2 separate regions of the Mus musculus genome follow, and region 1 is linked to region 2. The links are chromatin contacts, called in public promoter capture Hi-C maps. All regions are on one chromosome and are shown on one strand. The core of a region is the stretch at or near the end of the contact, and the rest is flanking DNA. Distances in the headings are between cores, read along the strand shown.

The links. Capture Hi-C pulls out chosen DNA fragments and counts their contacts.
Region 1: a contact with region 2 is called in a promoter capture Hi-C map of liver. The contact joins the promoter of Mrgprf here to the promoter of Smim38 in region 2. A contact is called at or near these places in 1 of 484 Hi-C or Micro-C datasets (cerebral cortex), 2 of 115 datasets of contacts at active chromatin or transcription factors (embryonic stem cells and pancreatic cancer cells) and 2 of 9 other capture datasets (adipose tissue and liver).

Annotation. Positions count from the first base shown.
Region 1 is chr7:145,299,619-145,302,897 of GRCm38.p6, forward strand. It overlaps Mrgprf (MAS-related GPR, member F), which reads left to right and starts at 1,291. Exons shown (of 3, transcript NM_145379.2): 1 at 1,291-1,374.
Region 2 is chr7:145,206,769-145,210,250 of GRCm38.p6, forward strand. It overlaps Smim38 (small integral membrane protein 38), which reads right to left and starts at 1,351. Exons shown (of 3, transcript NM_001369202.1): 1 at 1,258-1,351; 2 at 161-237. It also overlaps a transcript of Tpcn2 not described here. RefSeq lists an enhancer at 1-928.

The DNA.
Region 1 (3,279 bases), core at 41-2,540, 93 kb after region 2:
GGCAGGGTCACCATCCTTCCCTGCTGCCTGCCTAACCTCTCTCAGCCTCTAGAATCTCAGAAAAATCCCTATCCCCACACCCCGCCCCGCCTCCAAGTCCCAGGAAGCCAGCTGGCCTCAAACAGGCAACCATCCAAGGCTCCCTGATCTCAGGTTAGTTTGGTGCAAGGGACAGAGAGGTTTCTTCATGGGCAGAAGGAGGAGGCTCCAGCGCAGGTGCAAGAAGAGATCTATTTCTGGGCTCCCTGTAAGATGCCCACAAGGCACACCTCCCCCAATCTGGGCACTGTTCACTCCCATAGGAAAGTGTGGCATTCCCTCAGGCTTCTTGGGTCATGAGAAAGTTGGCCCAGGGCAGAAAAAGGCCTCAGCACCCCACCCTCATCGCCAACCCTCTGCTCCCTCCATACCCACCCAGGCTTGGGCTCCATGCCCTGGCCACTAACTTTTTCCAAGACCCCTTCTCGTGGGGGAGGGTGACTCATCTTCACTGAGGAGCACACGCACCAGGCATGGTTGCTCGCCAACTTCCCTGCTCAGCCCAAGTGAGCAAGGGCTGTGATTTTCCATTTGTGACATCTGATTGTTATTAGAGCTAGAGAGAAGGGAATTCCTGGTTCCACAGGCCCCAGGGGTCCCCCAGGAAGGTTCTGGGGTGGCAAGGGGGGTGGGTTGGTGCCATCTGGGTCATGTGGCCTTCTCTCTGACACTTCTCCCCCACTCTCCATAGAGTTCCCTCACCTGCTGCTTCTTGGCTTCTCTGTGCCAGTCCCTCAGTCAGTTCAAATAATGGAGAGAACATTCCCTATAACCTCCCCACGATCACCACCTGCCCTGAAATGCCCACTGGAAACAGGCTGAAGGCATCAAGCAAGTGACAACCCGGAGCTCCCTCTACTGGGGCAGCCCTCTGGAGCTGCAGGATACTAGATACTAACATCTGGACTCCCGCCCCAGTGCTCAGGCCAACGTGACGTCATCAGGCAGAGAGATGAGTTCCCAGTGGGGATGGGGGAAAAGGCTCCTGAACTGGGCATTCCTTCCCCAAGCCTCATCACTGTTCAGCTCCTCCTCCTCCTCCTCCTCCTCCTCCTCCTCCTCCTCCTCCTCCTCCTCCTCCTCCTCTTTTTTCTCCTCCTCTAACTCTCCCCTCCCCCTTCTGCCTGGCCTGGAATTGGGTTTGGGGCGGGTTCTGTTTCCAAAGCCATCTCCAACAGGCAAGGCGGGTGAGGGCTCGTCCTCCCTCCACCCTGAGCCTGAATTTTCCGAGGCTCCAGGCAGTACTTGGCTAGCCTGCTGCCCGTGGGTCAGCAAACTCGGAGTCCCAGGAGAAGATCTCTACGAAGGGAACTCGGAGGATCAGGACAGCCACAGGTAGCACTCTGGGACCCAGGGACTAGGGGAGGGAGACCAGGGACAGGGGCTTCAGGATCAGGATCAGGGGCTGTAGGGTGAAGGCTGGACAGGGCAAGCAATTGAGATTGGCAGCCTCAAGGCAGGGAAATGGCCACTGCCATGACAGGCAGCTTGCAGAAGTCCCACCTCTCTGAGCACAGAGCCATGAAACCCTAGAGTGAAGCTGTTCCCATCTAGAAGACCTGTTCCACTCTTCCCACAGGTCTGAGTATCCCAGGGATATAGGAGGCTTTAAGAGTCCCCCTCTTGTGTTGCATCTCCTGATCCCCTACTCAGATGACACCCTACCTCTACCTCTAGCCCCAAGACATCCTCCAATTCCAGCCCCCATCTTGTCCTCCTGAGGGTGGGGGCTCCCTATCCTTCCTTCAACCTTACATCCAAGCCGGGTTTCTGGAAGAGTTTGAAGGGAACACCCAGTGGGCGATGGTCCAAGTGCAGAGTTCTGGTTCTCATTGCTCAGGGATGCCGCTGGCCATGAGGACAGCAGTGGGCAACTCTGTTGGGGGCATTTGGGGACTAGCAACACAAGGTCAGACAACTGATAGTCTCAGCTTCTTCCCCTCCAGCCAGGTCTGGTGCTGGTGTTGGCTTCACATGAAGCTGTTTGCCAGAGAGTTCTGTTCCCCCTCAGAGAAAGTCTTCTGTCAAGTTGTGAGCAAAGGCTTGAGTCTTAGGCAGAAACACAGGCTTTCTGTGTATCCCGGACAGCAGCAGACTGGCCAATGCCCAGGCCGGGTCATAGCTAAGGCATGAGGAGAGAGACTGGGGTATGGTGTAGTAGAAGTGAAATGACCAAGACAGCTCCCTTAGGGCTGGTCTGTCCAACTGTCAATCTAAGAAGGTAAACAGGTGGCCCACTATCGGTTTGGAGGGGAGGAGCCAGGGGTGCAGACATGGGAGCCTTTTCCATGGGCTTTAGTGAAGTGGGTTCTGTCATGGCTCAGATCCTGCCCAGAGCACACACATCCCCATACACACATCCTCATACACGTCTCTCTCTCTCTCACACACACACACACACACACACACACACACACACACACACACACACACACACACATCTTTAATATGGCCCATCTGGGGTCCACTTGGCTTCTGGATCTCTCTGTGTGAGTGAATAACTTTGCAAATAATCTGGAGTAGGACAGGGACCGTGGATAGAGACCAAACCAGTCATAGAGTTGACCTGGGAGCATATTCATCTGTCCCACGGGGCATGTGTCTAGTTGGAGGTTCAGCCTGGTGGCATGAAAGGTCCCCTGAGTCAGGACATCACTGAGGGGGAAAGCTGGGAGTAGCAAGTATCAGAAAGAGTGGCATCAGTAGAGGATGCTGGGGGTGTAGGTACCTAGAAAACCTGGGCTTGCTTCCTTCTATAGCTACAAATGACGCCTGGTGGGAGGGGGCATACTTTGCAGCACCAGCAGTTTGCAACCTCTCTGCACAAACATCACTCATGCCTACGTATTCGGGACACCCAAGCAGGTCCCACAATGAGCCACTCTTAGTCGGTGTACACCAGAAGGAGCAAACAGGTAGCGGGTGGAGGGGGTAGATAGCCAGGGCGGAAATGGGCTCTGTACACTGGTTAGGAGCGTGTCTGTGGGCCTAGGAACACCATCCAATAGAAATGAAGGGTTGGGGTGTGGCTTAAGTCCCCAACATCCTCCCACCCCCGCCCCTCCAGCCGAATGAGGCCTGGAGTTAAGGAGGGGGCGTGACACTTGCGCTGACCGGACAGCCAATGGGTGGACGCAGCTGCCAGGGCCACATATCCAGGAGGAGGCAAGGGCCATGCTCGTGGCGGCTGGGGATCCGCCCTTCTTGAGGAAGGAATTTCTGAGGAGTGGAGCAGTGTGC
Region 2 (3,482 bases), core at 101-2,600:
AGTGGGTTTAATCTCCCTCTCACAACCCCGGGAGGGCAACCTCTAGAGATGGGCTGAGCACCACCTACCCCAGCTCCATAGGAGGTTTATGGGAAGGAACCCCTATAACCCACTTCCAGCTTCCCACGCAGGGCTGTTGGCTGATTAGCCTGGGACTCACTGAGTGTCGGTGAGGAAGATGCTCACTTCCTTAGACCTCAGGTTCCTCTCTGGGAAATGAGGTCAGAGCCCCCTGCTCTGAAAGACAAAGAGAGAATACTTAAATAGGCCCAGCACCCTTAGAGCAGCCGCTCTGAGGACACACCTCCAGAATTTTCCAGAAAAACAGCATCTGTCTGCCAGTTACATGTGCTCATACATACACGTGTGACCACACGCATGTGAGGACTCTGTCCCCCTGTGTGAGCTACTCTGGCCCGGACCCTGTCCCCAGTCTGGCCCCTCACAGCTGAGGTCTCCTTAGATGAAGAAAAAACTGGCTTGCTCTCCCCTACTTCTAATGCCAACCCTGTGTCCCACTAAGCAGGACCTCACCTGCAGCCAGGGGCACTGGGAGAAGTAAGAATACTTGGCCACAGGGTCCTTCCTGGACTTTCAGCCCAAGTTGTCTCACCCGGAAGCAGTCCAACAAGCCATGAGACATGCAAGGGGGCCTTCCACGTGGAGAATTGTAGCCTATCACTGGTCGCCTCTCTCTATTTCTGAACTCTTTCCTTCATGGCATTAAGAGTATTCACCCTGTATAGCCTTTCTAGAAGATTTCAAATAACGACAAACACAAAGGACTGGCAGGCAGCACATCATAGAATGGGAAGTGGAGATTTTGAGAATGGTGCCAATTTGAGGATTCCACAACACTAACGCCAAGTGTGCCAGAGGTATGTAAGTTCCCTGTGTCCACCCTCCGCCTCTCACGCTGCAGTTGGTACATCCCTGGGACTGACCGAGGTTGTCTCCCACTCTGCAGTGCCAGGCCACCCAGTCCAGCACTCAGGACAACATTCTTGAAACATTCCTGGGTTTGCTTTTCTAACGCTCCAAATGTAAGTGAGGATCTAGAAATTAGGAGCCAGGCCTAACCAGAAATTACACCAAACATTTCCTCCTCAGGGGTTTCTGGAATGTCTCAGACAGAAGGCTTTGCTCACTTACCAAAGGAACCCAAGTGAATCTGGGGTGAGAGTCCCCCAATGGATGCCACCATGCTCTTGGGAAGGGAAGAAGCCAAGGGCTTACCTTAGCCAGCATTTCACTCACCTGAGAGGCCACATCTCCGGGTGAGGCTTTCTTGGAAGCCGAAGCTGTCTGACTTGAGCATGGCCACCAGCTCGGGCCTATTACTGGTGGAGCCAAGGTGGCCTTGAACAAAGCTCTGTGTTTATCAAGCACACCATCAGATAGGGAAAGTCAATATTGTCCCAGGTCACATGGCATCAAGACACAGGAGACTCTGGGGTCAAGGAGGCCTGACCCTTCCTGCTCATATGCCTCTGGGAGTCAGCAAGCATAAAGTCTGCCGTGTGTCCTTCAGGGAAGCAAGTGTTGGCCCTCCTAGCTGCTCCTAGCAGAGGAGGTCAGTGGGATGCTGGAGGATGAAGTCAGGGAGGATGGAGAAAGCATAGGAAGAAGCAAGACACAGATGGAGACAGTAAAGACACAGCTTCTCTGCCTGGAGGACACCAGGGTGCTCTCCACTGTGGTAAAAGGGACTCTCTGAGTCACCCACAACTGATGATGAGCATGGTCTGTGCTCTTCCTGGTCCACTAGGGTCTCGCCAGCCTCGGTATTGGGACCACAGGAACTGTCCCCTGGGCAAATTTTTACCAAACCTTGACCATACAATAGATGGGCTCTTGGTCCCCTGGACTAACTCAAGGGTACACAGCCACCAGACATCCCCAAATTGGGTGGAGAAGGCCAAAAGTCAACCCTCTTTTTATGGCTTCCTCCATCCCCACCTTCCTGTTTCCTAGATTTCTCACCGACCTCTTGGACCACCACATCCAGAATCACCTGCTATTGGACACAGCTCAAAGCAACATGAAAGACCCAGAGATAAGTAGTGTTTGCTATGGTATTCAGAGTTCAGTCATGAAGGCTCTTGTCCCTTGTCACAGAGAACAGATCAGGGGACTCTGGCTATCTTCAAGGCTTGAAGAATCCACAGTGACTTCCTACACCTACATGTTCAAGCATTGAAGTGACAGGGACAGGTCCTTGCTCACTGTTCCCTGATATTTGCCAGGTATAAGTCCAGTCACTAGTGAGGCCAGTGGAAGGCTGGTGTGAAAAGCAGAGGGGGTTCCAGCTCCTGCCAACTGTGGCAGTGAGCTTGTGATCTTTCTGACTCCATGTCCCCAGAGCTGGGATCATAAGAGTGTGTCACTATACTTGGCTTTTTTGCACAGGTTCTAAGGATAAAACTTGAGTCCTTACTCTTGTGTTGCCAGCTCTTTACCAACCAACCAATCAACCAAACTGTCTCCCCAGCCCAGTGCTCACTTCCTTTATATCCTGGCCCCTACAGCCTCTGAAGTCTCCCATGTCTATATCATGACTCTCACATGTCCCCTGGTTTCATGTGGTCCGAGGCCTCCAGGGCAGGTTAAAGGAAACCCACATTGCATTAGACCTGATTCTGCCAAACTGTGCTGCCTTGAGCTGGGCTAAGAGTAGGCCTTCCCAGCCAGTGTCAGTAACTACTGTTACTGGCATTTCTTCTCAACATTTGTTTTAAACTATATTTATGGGTGTTTTTGCCTGCATGTATGTCTGTGCACTATGTGTGTGCAGTGCCCACAGTACCCAAGAGGACATTAATTCCCCTGAAACTGGAGTCATAGACAGTTGTGAGCCATCATGTGGGTGTTGGGACTGGAATCTGGGTCCTCTGAGAGAGCAGCCAAAGCATTTCATGGCTGAGCCATCTTCCCAACCTGTTGTTGCTGGAACTTCCAACCCCAATAAGCCCATATAAAAACTATGCAACTTATATGTTTTAAGACTAGATTGAGCAGATCTAACACTATACTAACTTATTCCCTAGTTATAAGACTTCTTGTTATTTGTGGGGGTTTTTGGCCATGTGGTTTGTTCTATCGTGGCTATCTCTTCTTTTGTCTTTTATCCTATTCCATGAGTTCCTGTATCCTCTCTTCAAGGTTCTGCTTCCACATTTTAATTTTTTTCTATATTGTAATTCTGATATTGTGATATTTATTTTATTTTGATTGATTGATTGATTGATTGATTGATTGATTGATTGATTTTAAAAGATTCTCCTCCAAGCCTTGCTTCCAATCCTCATTATTTTCTCCCTGGCTCTCAGTCTGACCTGTGAGCTCTTGAATCCTTTATTCTAGCATCTTCTCCAGCTCCTGTCTTCAAACTTTATTTTCCTCTCTCTGTTGCTTATCATGACCTATAAATTTCTGTGCCTTTAGTTCTAGTGTTTCCTCTAACCTGTGTTGCCAAGTCTTAA